Linked DNA regions of Arachis hypogaea: region 1 is linked to region 2. Evidence: chromatin contacts called from public Hi-C data. All regions are on one chromosome and are shown on one strand. The core of a region is the stretch at or near the end of the contact, and the rest is flanking DNA. Distances in the headings are between cores, read along the strand shown.

What was found. Hi-C and Micro-C count contacts between places; a contact is called where the count stands out from the background.
Region 1: a Hi-C map of leaf shows a contact between it and region 2, with 2.7 times the contacts expected there. The contact joins the promoter of LOC112803173 here to the promoter of LOC112803145 in region 2. A contact is called at or near these places in 3 of 8 Hi-C or Micro-C datasets (leaf and an unstated tissue).

The regions. Positions count from the first base shown.
Region 1 is chr1:44,013,739-44,020,625 of arahy.Tifrunner.gnm2.J5K5, forward strand. It overlaps LOC112803173 (monocopper oxidase-like protein SKU5), which reads left to right and starts at 3,438. Exons shown (of 9, transcript XM_025846689.3): 1 at 3,438-3,878; 2 at 4,160-4,269; 3 at 4,400-4,670; 4 at 4,760-4,898; 5 at 5,634-6,000; 6 at 6,316-6,681; 7 at 6,766-6,844. The coding sequence starts at 3,726.
Region 2 is chr1:43,701,652-43,709,114 of arahy.Tifrunner.gnm2.J5K5, forward strand. LOC112803145 (acid beta-fructofuranosidase-like) reads left to right here and starts at 2,184. Exons shown (of 6, transcript XM_025846649.3): 1 at 2,184-2,703; 2 at 3,637-3,645; 3 at 4,695-5,551; 4 at 6,583-6,744. The coding sequence starts at 2,349.

The sequences.
Region 1 (6,887 bases), core at 2,188-4,687, 310 kb after region 2:
AATAAAAAATATAATTAATTTAAATATAAGTGAGTATAGAATTAAAATAATATCTAAAAAATTATTGTACGTTTTTACTATATAATTAATAATTAACATTTAAAATAATAAAGAACAACATAGCTTAGTAACAAGGAGAGCATATAGGAACAAAGAAGACTGAGGTTCAAACTATATCTTCATCATTTTTGAAATTTTCTCTCGAACGGTTCGATTGAACCGGTTTTCACCGATTTTGAACAACTTTCACTGACTTTGACTGATTCTTATCGGTTTTGATCGATTCTATCCTTAACCGGTTCAAAAATTGGACCGGACTGATTCTTACCATTATGATATTTAGGATACCCGAATCAGTAATGATTTGTAAAACTACATATTAAACAAATAATTTTATTTCACTTAAAAGGACAATTATTCTTTACATACAAGTCCTTTTTTTATACAAGTCTATACAAGTCATTTATATTCACGCATGCACATTTTTTTCGTGCCATTACTGCACATTCTTTTACTTCTTCTTCTTCTTCTTCGTTATCGTCGTCACCAACACCACCTCCTCCTCCTGTTCCTCTTCCTCCTTTTTTTATTAGAATTTATTCTCCTCCTTCCTTTTCCTCCTTCTCCTCTATCATTAGTTATCTCGTTGTTGAAGATAATGAATAATTCAAGTTTAGATTGTCAATTGAACCAGAACAAAATTGATTATTATTTTCCTTTTTTATTGGAACTTATTCTCCTCCTTCCTTTTCCTCATTCTCCTCTATCATCAGTTATCTCGTTGTTGAGGATAATGAATAATTCAAGTTCAGATTGTCAATTGAACCAGAACAAAATTGATTATTATTTTGAATCCAATCAAGTGGTTGAGGTGTGGTTCAATTTTAGTTAATTTTTTCGTTAGTAGTTTATGATTCTGTAGGTGAATAATGTTTCAACGTTGATGGTTTAAAATGAATGTAATGTAAAAGTTCTATATTAAAGAAAATAATTTTCTATATTTGCAGCAAATTTTAGTGTAACACAAAAATATTTGAGTGTATTGTTTAAGAATTTTCGGTGTATGTGTACTAATAAGTTCTGAATAATTCAAAATTCTTTTTCTCCCTCCTTCTCATCTTCTGCTGCTTCTTCTTCTTCTTTTTCATCATCATCATCATCATCATCATCATCATCATCATCATCATCATCTTCTTCTTCTTCTTCTATCTTCTCAAGTTTCTTCTTGTTTTACTCTTTTAACAAGAATAAAAACAAAAAAAAATCAAACAAAAAAGAAGAAGAAATACATAATGGTACAAAATTACTTGAAAGATGATGAACTTACATTCACTCAACTAAAATAAAGAAAGAAATAAGGAAAAAAGAAGAAGAAAAAATACAACATTAGAGAAAATATTTTTCTATATTTGTAGCAAATCTGGGTGTAGCACGAAGATATTTGGGTGTATCACGAAGATATTTGAGTGTATTATTTAAGAATTTTTGGTGTATGTGTGCTGATAAGTTCTCCATAATTTAAAACTCTTCCTCTTCCCCCTCTTCATCTTCTGCTGCTTCTTCTTTTTTCATCATCATCACCATCATCTTCTTCTTTTTTCTTATTCATCTTTTCTTTTTTATTTTATCTTCGCAAGTTTCTTCTTATTTTACTCTTTTAACAAGAATAAAAACAAAAAAAAATCAAACAAAAAAGAAGAAACACATAATGCTACAAAATTACTTGGAAGATGATGAACTTATATTCATTCAACTAAAAGAAAGAAAGAAATAAGAAAAAACAGAAGAAGAAAAAAATGCAGCATTAGAAGAAATATTTTTCTGTATTTGTAGCAAATTTGGGTGTAACACGAAAATATTTGGGTGTAATACGAAGATATTCGAGTGTATTGTTTAAGAATTTTTGGTGTATGTGTGCTGATAAGTTCTGAATAATTCAAAACTCTTTCTCTTCCTCCTCCTCATCTTCTGGTGCTTCTTTTTCTTCATCTTCTTATTTCATATTCTCAGGATTCTTCTTAGAAGGAAAAATCAAACAAAGAAGAAAAAAATACATAATGTTGCAAAATCAATAGAAAAAGAAGGAGAAAAAATACAGCAACAACAATAGTAATAAAAAAACAACGACGAAAATAAAAAACGCAAAGAAAAAAGAGGAGAAACACAAAGAAGAAAGAAAAGAGGAGGAGGAGGAGGAGGAGGTATAAATTTCTTTATACAATTATCTAATTATATCTATTTTTAAATGGTATTTTTGTATAATAAATATAAAAAATAATAAAAATATTATTTATACATTAAAATTAGTCATCATGTACATATGTATTTTTATACATATACAAAAATCACATTTCTGGACTTTACTATGAGTTTGTATGTTTTTTTGTGATTTCAGGTATTTTCTGGCTGAAATTGAGGGACATGAGCAAAATCTGATTCAGAGGCTGAAAAAGGACTACAGATGCTTTTGGTTTTCTATCTTCTCTGCGTTCTTGAAACTCCTTATCAGTTTTTTAGTTATTCAGTTGACTTATAATTTGATTACAATCAACGACGCGGTGCTGCTTGGGAGGCGCGATGAGAACGAAGGAATAGGGGAGGAGTAAAAGGCCAAAAGTCATTTCAGAGGGTTATGATACATCTTCTGGAAATGATTTGGAAAAAAAAATTCATGTTTCGATTTTTAATACTTTAAAAAATTGCATAATTACCCATTTTAAAAACTAATTTAATTATAAAATAGTCTAACTATGATTAACTTAATAACCAATTAAAAAGTGACACATTACATAGAATAAATTACATATTACTTTATAAAAGATACGGTAGAATTCACCTTAATTAATAATAATGCCACTCTTGAATTAATGTAATTTTCTAAATTATATTTGATTCTCATTATTTTATTTTTCTTGGTGATGAGAAAAATTTCATAAAAGTTGAAGTTAATTTGAGAATAATAAATAATAAAGGTGAGTTGCATTATTAATTGGAGAGTGACATAATTTATTCATTTATTTGAATAAGGAAGAGTCATGGTATATAACTATATACGTCATGAAATAAGTTTAACCGTGTCATTTGTGCACATATGAAAACACGGAATTTAGTAGGATGAAAAACCCTTATTTAGTGAGGCAAACAATCTTTCTCAGTGGGAACTGTGGGGAGCTTTTAATAAATTTCAAATTTTAACATAAAAGGTAATATTTTGTAAGAAAGGACAAATGAAAGTTGTTTTTTTTTCTTCTCTTCACATAAAAATACCTCAAGTTCATATATTAGTATTACACATTTTTAAACCACATTTGTACAATATACTAATATCACGTCCATTTAAAATTAAATTCTGACTAAAATAAGCAATCAAAAAGAGTAAAAAGTGGTATTAAAAAAAAGGGGGGTAAAGCTATATTTATGAGGAACAAGGGTCAAATAGAGAAGACAGAATATGCAAGGTATGAACTGGCTACTTGCTGTCACCCCTTGAAAGCCTTTGATTCCACCCATCATCCATTTCCACTCTACACTACAAACTCCTTTCACACCCCATTCAAACCCTCTCTCTCTCTCTCTCTCTCTCTCTCTCTCTCTTTTTCTGCATCTATCTGCCACGGAGTTCTATTTTTCTGATAGAAATTGATATTTGATAATGTAATTTCAGATAAAAGAAAATAAAGGGTCTACTCAACAAAACTTAAAACTTTGCTCTGAATCTCACGCCAATGGCTTTGTTTAAAGCTCTTGTGCTCTTCTTCTTCTTCTTCCTAACCAACGTTTCTCTGCTTCTCAACTTCACTAACGCTGAGGATCCATTTGCTTTCTACAACTTTGAGGTCACTTACCTCACTGCTTCTCCTCTTGGAGTTCCTCAACAGGTTGCTTTCTACTTTTCTATTTTCAATTCCCTAAAGTTTCAAGATTTTTACTTACAGATCTACTATAGGTCACACCAAATAGCAATGTGAAGCTTGAAAATTTGAAATGCCTATGTGGTTTTTGTGGAAATGCCACGATGAGTAGTTTTGAGTTTTTTCACTTAGTTATATTCTAGTGTTTGGTAGAGTGATTAGAAAGGTGCTACTTAGTTTTCAGTTTTAGTAACAAAACTTTCTTCATATAATATATATCTGCATTGTATTTTTTTATTTATTTTCAGGTCATTGCTATAAACGGCAAGTTTCCAGGTCCAACCATCAATGTGACAACAAACAACAACGTTGTTGTCAATGTCCGGAACAAGCTTGATGAGAACCTCCTCCTTCACTGGTAAAGGGTGTTCTTTTTTCTTTTCTCTGCCTTTTTTTTTCCCGAAGTTAAGATCTTTTTTATTTGTTTTCTTAATTAAAGAAGCTTTGAGATGAATTTATGGATATTTGTTTATGGGTTGTTGAGACAGGTCTGGGGTTCAGCAAAGAAGAAGTTCTTGGCAAGATGGTGTTCTTGGCACAAACTGTCCAATTCCTCCAAAGTGGAACTGGACTTACCAGTTTCAGGTTAAGGATCAGATTGGAAGCTTCTTCTACTTCCCTTCACTTAATATGCAGAGAGCAGCTGGTGGATTTGGTGGATTCATTATAAACAACCGACCCATTATTCCAATTCCTTTTGACACCCCACATGGGGACATTGTCATTATGATTGGCGATTGGTACACTCGCAATCACACGGTTAGTTTTTGTTGATTGAATTAAATAGAAGAAAGTGATTAAGTAAATATCTTGGTCAGGCTAAGCAATAATTAATACTTGGAATGCAGGATTTGAGGAAGGACCTTGATGCTGGAAAAGATCTTGGGATGCCTGATGGTGTTCTCATCAATGGAAAGGGTCCGTATAGATATAATGATACACTTGTTCCCGACGGCATTGATTTTGAGCAGTTTGATGTTCATCCTGGTAAGTGGAAGAAATTTAATATGAACTCTGAGTTCTTTTGTTTATTATCTATTTTAACTAATTGGTGGTTTTGTTAGGTCTGATATCATTTCATACCATTTGGGTCAAAGTTAGAGACTTGAATGTCTCCTTGTATAGTTCATGTAATGTTGGGGAAAAGAATCGTCTTAAGTTGCACATGACCTTGTCATGTGCATATCTCTTCCATTGCTTCTTTAACCTTTTCTTTGCCATTGTGCACATCTCTACTATTGTCTCTATTACCCTTTATATATGTCTACTTTTCATCATCTTAAGGTAGCTTAATGAATGGTGGAGATGTGCACATGGTATGGTCATGTATAATTCCAACATGAGAATCTTGGACTTCTTTAGACTTTAGTCATGAAAACAAAGAAGCAATATCTAGAATATATGTTGGTTCTTTTACCCACAAAAAAATTGGTTTGGGTACATGGGACCTGACGACATATGAATGTTGAGAATAATAATTTTAGAACAAATAATAGTATAGAAGCCAACAGGGTTTCATGTACTCACACACTTTACTTATATCTTTTGAATAATGCATGTAAAAATATGTTAGAATATATGCAGAAAAGAATTTTGTTGTTCCCATAATGTTGTTACGGTACTTGAATTTGAATATCGTCATTGCTCATGAATCAATATTGTGGGTTTGTATAGCTGAGGCTTGGTGTTTAGACCTTGAATTTTTCTGATAATGTTTAACAGGGAAAACTTACCGACTTCGTGTACATAATGTTGGAGTGTCAACAAGTCTGAATTTCAGGATCCAGAGCCATAATTTACTTCTAGCAGAGAGTGAGGGATCGTATACAGTGCAACAGAATTACACTAGCTTAGATATTCATGTTGGACAGTCTTATTCTTTTCTGGTAACCATGGATCAGAACGCAAGTTCAGATTACTATATCGTTGCAAGCGCCAGGTTTGTGAACGAATCACGCTGGCAAAGAGTAACCGGAGTTGGTATCTTGCGCTATACAAATTCCAAGGGTAAGGCGCATGGTCCTCTTCCACCACCTCCAGATGATGAATTTGACAAGACTTTCTCAATGAACCAAGCAAGATCCATCAGGTCTCTTTATGCTGCAATTCTATAACATTATTGTTCCATTATTCCACTGAACATGGTTGATTATCTTCTCTTCATTCATCATTCTTAAGTTTCAGGAACACTTTCAAATTAAGTGACAGAGATATTTGTTAAATTTATTGTAGTACATCAGTGTCCCAGTTGATGGAGATATTAAATGTTTTGCAAATATTAAACTACAACATTTAATTAAGTCATAGCACCACTAGAATTTATGTAGATTAGATTTTTAAATTTGAGTGTTGAGAAGCAAAAACTTGACGACTGACTCTTGTGATTATGTGGTTAATTATGCAGATGGAATGTATCAGCAAGTGGTGCTCGTCCCAACCCACAAGGGTCTTTCCGATATGGTTCCATCAATGTGACTGAAATTTATGTACTAAGAAACAAGCCAAGAGAGAAAATCAACGGGAAGAATCGAGCAACACTCAGTGGCATCTCTTTTGTCAATCCTTCCACTCCAATCAGGCTTGCTGACAAGTACAAATTAAAAGGAGTATACAAGCTTGATTTCCCCACCAATCCTATAACTGGACCACCTCAGGCCAAGACATCGGTGATTAATGGAACTTACAGGGGATTTATGGAGATTATACTGCAAAACAACGACACCAAGATGCATTCCTATCACTTGGATGGTTATGCCTTTTTCGTCGTCGGGTAGGGATATATTCCCTTCTCATTTGTGTGCCATTCCATTTCAGAACTTACAATATCACTTAGAACTTGTTTCTTTGTCTGCAGGATGGATTATGGGGAGTGGACTAATAATAGCAGGGGCACATATAACAAATGGGATGGAATAGCTCGCACCACAGCACAGGTATACTGATATTTAATGCTATCCTGTTCTTGAAAACATTTAT
Region 2 (7,463 bases), core at 934-3,433:
CTGTTATAGCCGCCATTTTAAACAATTCAAAAAACTTTTATTTTAACCCTCACAAAACCGCCATAATAACCAAAATGGCACCCAAAATAACGGCGTTTTTTGGAGGCGTCATTTTTGGTAATAATGGTGGTTCTAACTACTATAATTTCCAAAAATAATCGCCGTTTTAACCCTATTTTTTGTAGTGAATTACCATACACTCGTTAGTTATTTAGAAAAATTGAGTTTGAGAAAAAGAATAAAGAATTGATGAAAGGTGAAAGTTATTAAGAGGGATGAAATATATATATATATATATATATATATATATATATATATATATATATATATTGCAAGAAGTTCCGATACAATATCGCAGACAACAATCACTATCTTTATATATATATATATATATATATATATATATTGCAAGAAGTTCCGATACAATATCGTAGACAACAATCACTATCTTTCTCATACATATAATAATTTTGTCAGAGACTGCACTATAATAATATTACAATGGCAGCGGTTATATTATCGTTTCTTAGTTTATGTCGCAGTTATTGTCTGTCATATAATAATTGAATGTTTAAAATAGTAAAAAATTTAAAAATTGTTAAAAAGTATAAACATGAAATTTTTTATTTTTGTAAAAAACCAAAATATTCTACATATAATAGTTTATATTCTTGTAATTAAAGATACTTTACATTTCTTTCCTAATAATCTAAAAATTAATTCCATTAGGTACATATAGTAATTAAAACTATAGCACTTTTTTTATTGTCCACTTGTCAACTTCTTGCTTAGCTCATAGATACAAAGCCAAAAAAAAGAATGCATCTAATTTTAGATAAAATAAAATCAGTATCTATGATTCAGAGTATTTTCCAAAACAATACCAGCTAGAATACCAAATTTTTTTAGTTTTCTCTAATAACTAAATTAACGATTAGCATGTGAAAAGATCACGTGATACCATAGTTACTCAATTAAAACTAAGACATAATTGCATTCCACTCTCATTTTTTCTTTTCCAATTTTTTTTATAAAATATAAAAATTTTAATTTCCAAAACAAATTAAAAATATATGATTTTTTAATATCTATTTTTTGGTGTTGTCATAAAATTTGTTTAACAAATAGACAAACTTGTCTATTTATATAAAATTTGCTTATGCATTTGGCAAATTTACTCGAGTTATGGTATAATTTGGATTGTATTGGTATATTTTTATTTTTTTAATTAGTCTAATTTTATTTAAATAATTTAAATTTTAGATTATCAAATTTAATTTTAAAATTTAAATAGATATAATTTAAATAATTAATAATTTAATTTGATAAAAATAAAAATACTCATTATTATTGTACTCATATGATTAATTATATTTATCCAGTTTTCAAAAAGTTAACTATCTGAAACTATTAATTTTAAATTAAAAAAATATACTTGTATTATTTTTAAATTAAATAAACATACACGTATTATTTTAAATTTTGTTAATTTAAATAAACGTACTCGTATTATTTTAAATAATTTTACAATGAATAAAAGTAGATTTATTTGAAAATTTTAAATTTTAAATAAACGTACGCGTACTATAAGTATAATTATATTTTAATTCAAATTTGATGATTTTAAACTATTAATTTTTAAAATAAATAAATATAATTAATAATATGAAAATATTATGGTTATGTTTATTTTTATCAAATTAAATTAAATTGTTAAATTTAAATTATATCTATTTAAATATTAAATTATTTAAATAAAATAAAAATAATTAAAAAAAATAAAATATATCAATAGGATTTAAATTATAGCATGATCCAAGTAAATTGGCTGAATTTTATGAAAACACACAAAAAAATGGATCTTGAAAAATAATAATGTATTTTTAAATTTTAATTAGGTTTGGGAATTAAAATTTTTATTTATTTTATAAAAGAAAAAAAAAATCTCTCTCGAATATATTATCTTTGATAAACAAATAACAGTCTTGAAACTATACCAAAAGCTTAACGAAATTGCTGGATTCTTGGCCAACCAATTTCAATTATTCATGTGATGTGATTTGGCATTTCTCTCACGTTAACCCACCCCTTCCATGTAGCTAATTAAATTAGCATCATAATACAAAACCTCTCTTTTCTGTTTGGTGCATTCCACAGACCATTCCCGTTAATAGAACTCTTTCCAATTTCCACACACACACGAAACAAACAGAGCCCCACGTTTGGCTTCAATTTAACTCCTCTCATATAAAACCACCTGCGGCCTCTTCCTTCTAGTTTTCTACTTTCTCCTCCATTCTCGTAAATAAAAAAAAATAAAACAAAATTTGGAAAAATAATAAAAGAAGATGGGAGAAGAGAAGGGTTGGTCTGTGAACGTGCCCTTGCTGAACGGGGGAAATGAAGAAGGGTCTCGGCAACCGAGCAGAAGGGTTGTGATTGGGGCAGTGTGCGGGTTCTTGGTACTGATTTCGTTAGCGGCATTGATAGGATTTCACAATGCATATAGTGGGGAGACCTTGTATTGTGCGGTTCAAGGAACAACGCATGGACAGCCAATTCTTTCGCGAGGGGTGTCGGCCGGTGTATCGGAGAAGACCAATAGGCATTTGGGAGCAAAGCCATTCCCTGGCTGGAGCAACACCATGCTCTCGTGGCAGAGGACTGCCTTCCACTTCCAGCCCGATAAGAACTGGATGAACGGTAATGCCTCCTCTTTCTTCTTCTTCTCCTTCATACTTGTTAATTAATTAATCAATAGAAAGAGCATTTATATGTTTTTTTAATGCCCTCATATATGTATACCCCATAACAATCACTAAATTAATTATTTATATAAAATATATATTAAAAATAAACTAAACAATTTATGTATTCATACATAAATATATAATGATTTAATTTGATAGTTAATTTTTTCTGTTAGCGTAACATTTTTGTTTTTTTAAACGAAAATGTTCAATCAATTTAAAAATAAAATAAAATGAATTTTTTTTTTATTTGTTTGTTTGGTCTTCTACGTTCCATGGAGATAGAACAATGGAGATGGAACAGAGGCAAACCTACGTGCAATTATATATCTTTCATGTTTAAACACAAGCTAAATTCAAATGTTAAGTGACGACAATATCAAACATAATCAACTATAATATTGAATAGGAGGGATTGGTACACGTTTCTTTATATATAAAAAATTATGTTTTTGTTCTTTCAAAATTTGAATTTAGAAATTTTTATTAAAAGAAAAATTATTTATTAAAATTAAAAGAAAAATTATTTGAATGGAAATTGTATTGGAATGAAATAAGTATTGAGTATACTCACATTTTGTAAAACAGGTAGATACTTGTTAGCTATTCATTAAGTCTCCGATCTTTTCATTTCTTATTAATACAAAATTATTCTAAAAATACTAAAAATAATTACCAAATATACGACTATTCTAATATATGTTCAGGTGCAATATATTTTATTACTGTATTACAATAAAAATTATTTCTTTTCATTTAAATTTAAATTATAAAGCACTTTTATTCTAGACTTTCTTATCTCAACTTAACATTTTCCGTCCCTTATCTTTGTCTGGCTTCTCTGATTTGCTCTGATGGTGTGGAAAACGTGCTTGGCTCCCTTCAGATCCTAATGGTAAGAGGATTTTTATCTTATTTTATAGTTTAGAATATATATTTATAAGTAAAGAAAAAAAAAAAAGAGTACGCTTTAAGAAAAATATATTGAAATAATTTGAATGAAAATAGCCCTACTTGCACAATTTTGAGTTTTTGTTAACAAAATTTTATTTTTAGTAATGTTATATATGTGCGTTAGACTAATATTATTAGTCAATAGAATTAAGGTTTATTTAGGTGAACTTCTAAAAAAAGATATTTTTTTAAGATTTTTTTTTCAAAAAATCTTTTATATTTAGGTATAATAATATAAAAGTATGTATTTATTTATTTATTACCTAAAAAAACATTTTTTGTTTTTAAAGAAAAAATCTTTTTAAAAAGGATAAAAATGGTAACTTCTCAAAAAAGATATATTTTTTTAATTTTTTTAGTATTTTTATTTTTACTATTAAAAATTTACCAAATACGCTAAATATAAAAAAATATTTTTTATTAATTTAATGGTGCTCAAACAAACACTTAATGCAATTCCTATTTTCTTTCTTAAATGAATTAACATTTTAATGTATAATTTGAATTATATTTATTAATTTTAGTGACTATTGATAAAAATGAGTTCTCTATTCTCTTTGCCTCTCGTTTACCAGAGTGCTGCTAAAAGTTTTAATTTAATGTCAATATTTTTTTCCTCATTTAAATTGCGTTTTGTTTATGTTTTATTTTTTATTTTTATTTTAATATTTTTGTTTCTTTTTATAAAAAAATAAAAACAAAAGAAAATAATTATTTTTTATTTTATAAAATTATAAAAATATAAAATGCTAAAAATATAAACAAAAAATAAGTAGCACTTTTCTTTTTAAGACCAAGTTATGTTTTCATGGATGAATGATGAATCAGAAAGTTTTTAAATTGATCACATTTAGTATTTATTTTTTTTATTTTTAGGTAATTTTCTTATAATTAACTTATTGATAAAATTTGTATTTATTTTTTATTTACCCTTTAAATCATTTTATTCGTAAAAAGTTTTAATATTCAAACATCATTATAATATCTCAGGACCTGTATACTACAAGGAATGGTATCACTTCTTCTACCAGTATAATCCAAACGATGCCGTTTGGGGTGACATAGTTTGGGGCCACGCAGTGTCAAGGGACATGATACATTGGCTTTACCTTCCAATCGCAATGGTTCCAGACCAATGGTACGATGCAAATGGTGTGTGGACCGGCTCAGCCACCATCTTATCCGATGGCCAACTCGTCATGCTCTACACCGGTTCGACCAACGAGTCGGTTCAAGTACAAAACCTGGCTTATCCGGCTGATCCTTCCGACCCTCTCCTTCTGAATTGGACCAAGTACGACAAAAACCCGGTTCTATCCCCTCCTCCGGGCATTCATTACCGCGACTTCCGCGATCCGACGACGGCCATGCTGACGTCGGAAGGCAAGTGGCGTATCAGCATTGGGTCCAAGATCAACAAAACCGGCATTGCGCTTATCTATGACACTGAGGATTTCAAAAATTTCGAGCTCAAGAATGGGTGGCTCCGGGCCGTGCAGGGAACCGGTATGTGGGAGTGCGTTGACTTTTATCCAGTGTCAAGCATCAATGATGTTGGATTGGATACCTCTGCCTATGGGGATGGTGTTAAGCATGTGGTGAAGGTGAGCTTGGATGATGATAGAAATGATTACTATGCAATTGGTTCTTATGATGAGAAGCTTGCAAGCTTCTTGCCTGATGATGTTAAGAATGATGTTGGTATTGGACTGAGGTATGACTATGGTAATTTCTATGCTTCCAAGACATTCTTTGATCCAAGTAAGCAAAGGAGAATCTTGTGGGGTTGGATTACAGAGTATGATAGCGAGTGTGTTGATAGAACCAAGAGCTGGGCATCACTTCAGGTATTGCGTTTTGAAGCCTTTAGTTTCGTCTTTTATATTTTAACAATAGTGTCTTTCAAACTTATGTTTGATAAAATTAAACTCAAAATAATATTTAATAAGTATAAATAATAATTGTGTTTGGTGAAATAATTTTTAATATTTAAAAAATTTGTAGAAAATATAAATATAAAACAAGTATAAGTATATAATTTTTTTATGGGTTAATAGTTAAATTAGTTCATGAAAGATAAGACATTCTTTAAATTCATCTTTTAAAGATTTTTTCAATCAAATTGGTCCTTTAAAGATTACGAATTAATCATATATGTCCTTCAATTACTTCACTCACAATTTTCTTAACGATTGATGATGTGAAATGTTAACTGATGATAGCATACATGACACATAACATGTACAATTGGACGTTGATTAACTATGCTTACTGAAAATTTATCAATTTAGTCGTTAGGTTATATTAGGAATAAGATTTTTGTAATTGAAAAAAATGACTAAATTAATAAATTTTCATAAATATATCTAATCAATATCTAATTAGACATATTAGATATTATATATGTTATTAAGTAACGTTTTACAATATCAATCATTAAAAAAATTATTAATAGAGTAACTAGAAGATAAATATGATTAATTTGTAATTTTTAAAGGACTAATTTAATTAAAAAAATCTTTCAGGGATAAATTTAAAAAATATCTTATCTTTTATGGACTAATTTAACTATTAACCTATTTTTTTATTTATGTTAGAGGTCAAATTTAACAATTTGTATAGAATATATGGTGAAATATAAAATATATTTTGAAAATAAATTAAACAATATATATTTATACACAAATATATTATGGCTAATTTTAATATATATATATATATATATATATATATATATATAGTATTTTTGTTTTTTTTTATTCATTAAACAAAAGATGATATGTTTGCTTTTTAAAAGGCTTTACCAAACTAAGCATTGTTTGGTTTCGATTCTTCTATAATATACTAAAAAATATACCGCTATATTTTAATTGTGCAGGGCATTCCGAGGACAGTGAGACTTGATAGGAAGACATGGAGCAATTTGATTCAGTGGCCTGTTGAGGAGGTGAATAGTTTAAGATTGAGAAGCAGTGAGTTTAAGGATTTGAAGGCCAAGCCTGGTTCAGTTGTTCCACTACAAGTTGAAACAGCCACACAGGTTAGCGTCCATGTTGTCATATTGACTAAGAAGGAATTGAGTGAATACATCACTATGGTGGCAATTATTTTGAAAAGACAGACAAAAAAAATATTTAATCTGATCTTTGATATTTTTGTTTTGGGATTAATTAATTTTTGTGCAAAAAAAAATAACATTAATTTTTTTAATATAAGAGTTAATCAATTTCATAAAAATAAAATTCAAGAGTTCAGTTGAATATTTTTTTTTGTCAAAAGTTTCATTATTTTTTAAAGTAATTTTAAGAGCTGTTTTAGATTTTTTTCTATATATAATATGATGAACAAATATATCAAAAGGAAAAAGATTAAAGATTAATTCTTTTACAATTAATAATCAGTGCTAATATTTTGAGTGTGTTTAAAAATAAGCTTAAATAATTTTGTGCACATTATAGACAGATATAATTTTTTTTATTTATTAAAATCACAATTAAGTATAATCTTTGCTTTTTTTTTTTGTGACATAATCTTTTGCTTTTAAATACATAAAAGAAATATATAAAACGTAAAATATTTAAAATATTTTATATTACTTAACAAATGATTAAATTATTATTTCATTAAAAGTTTAAAAACATATTAAATCAATCATATTATTATAAATGAAATTAATTATGTAAAATAAAAATTAATTTTATTTCAAAATTGATAAAATTATTATTTGGCTTTATATTTTTTTCATTTATTTAATATACA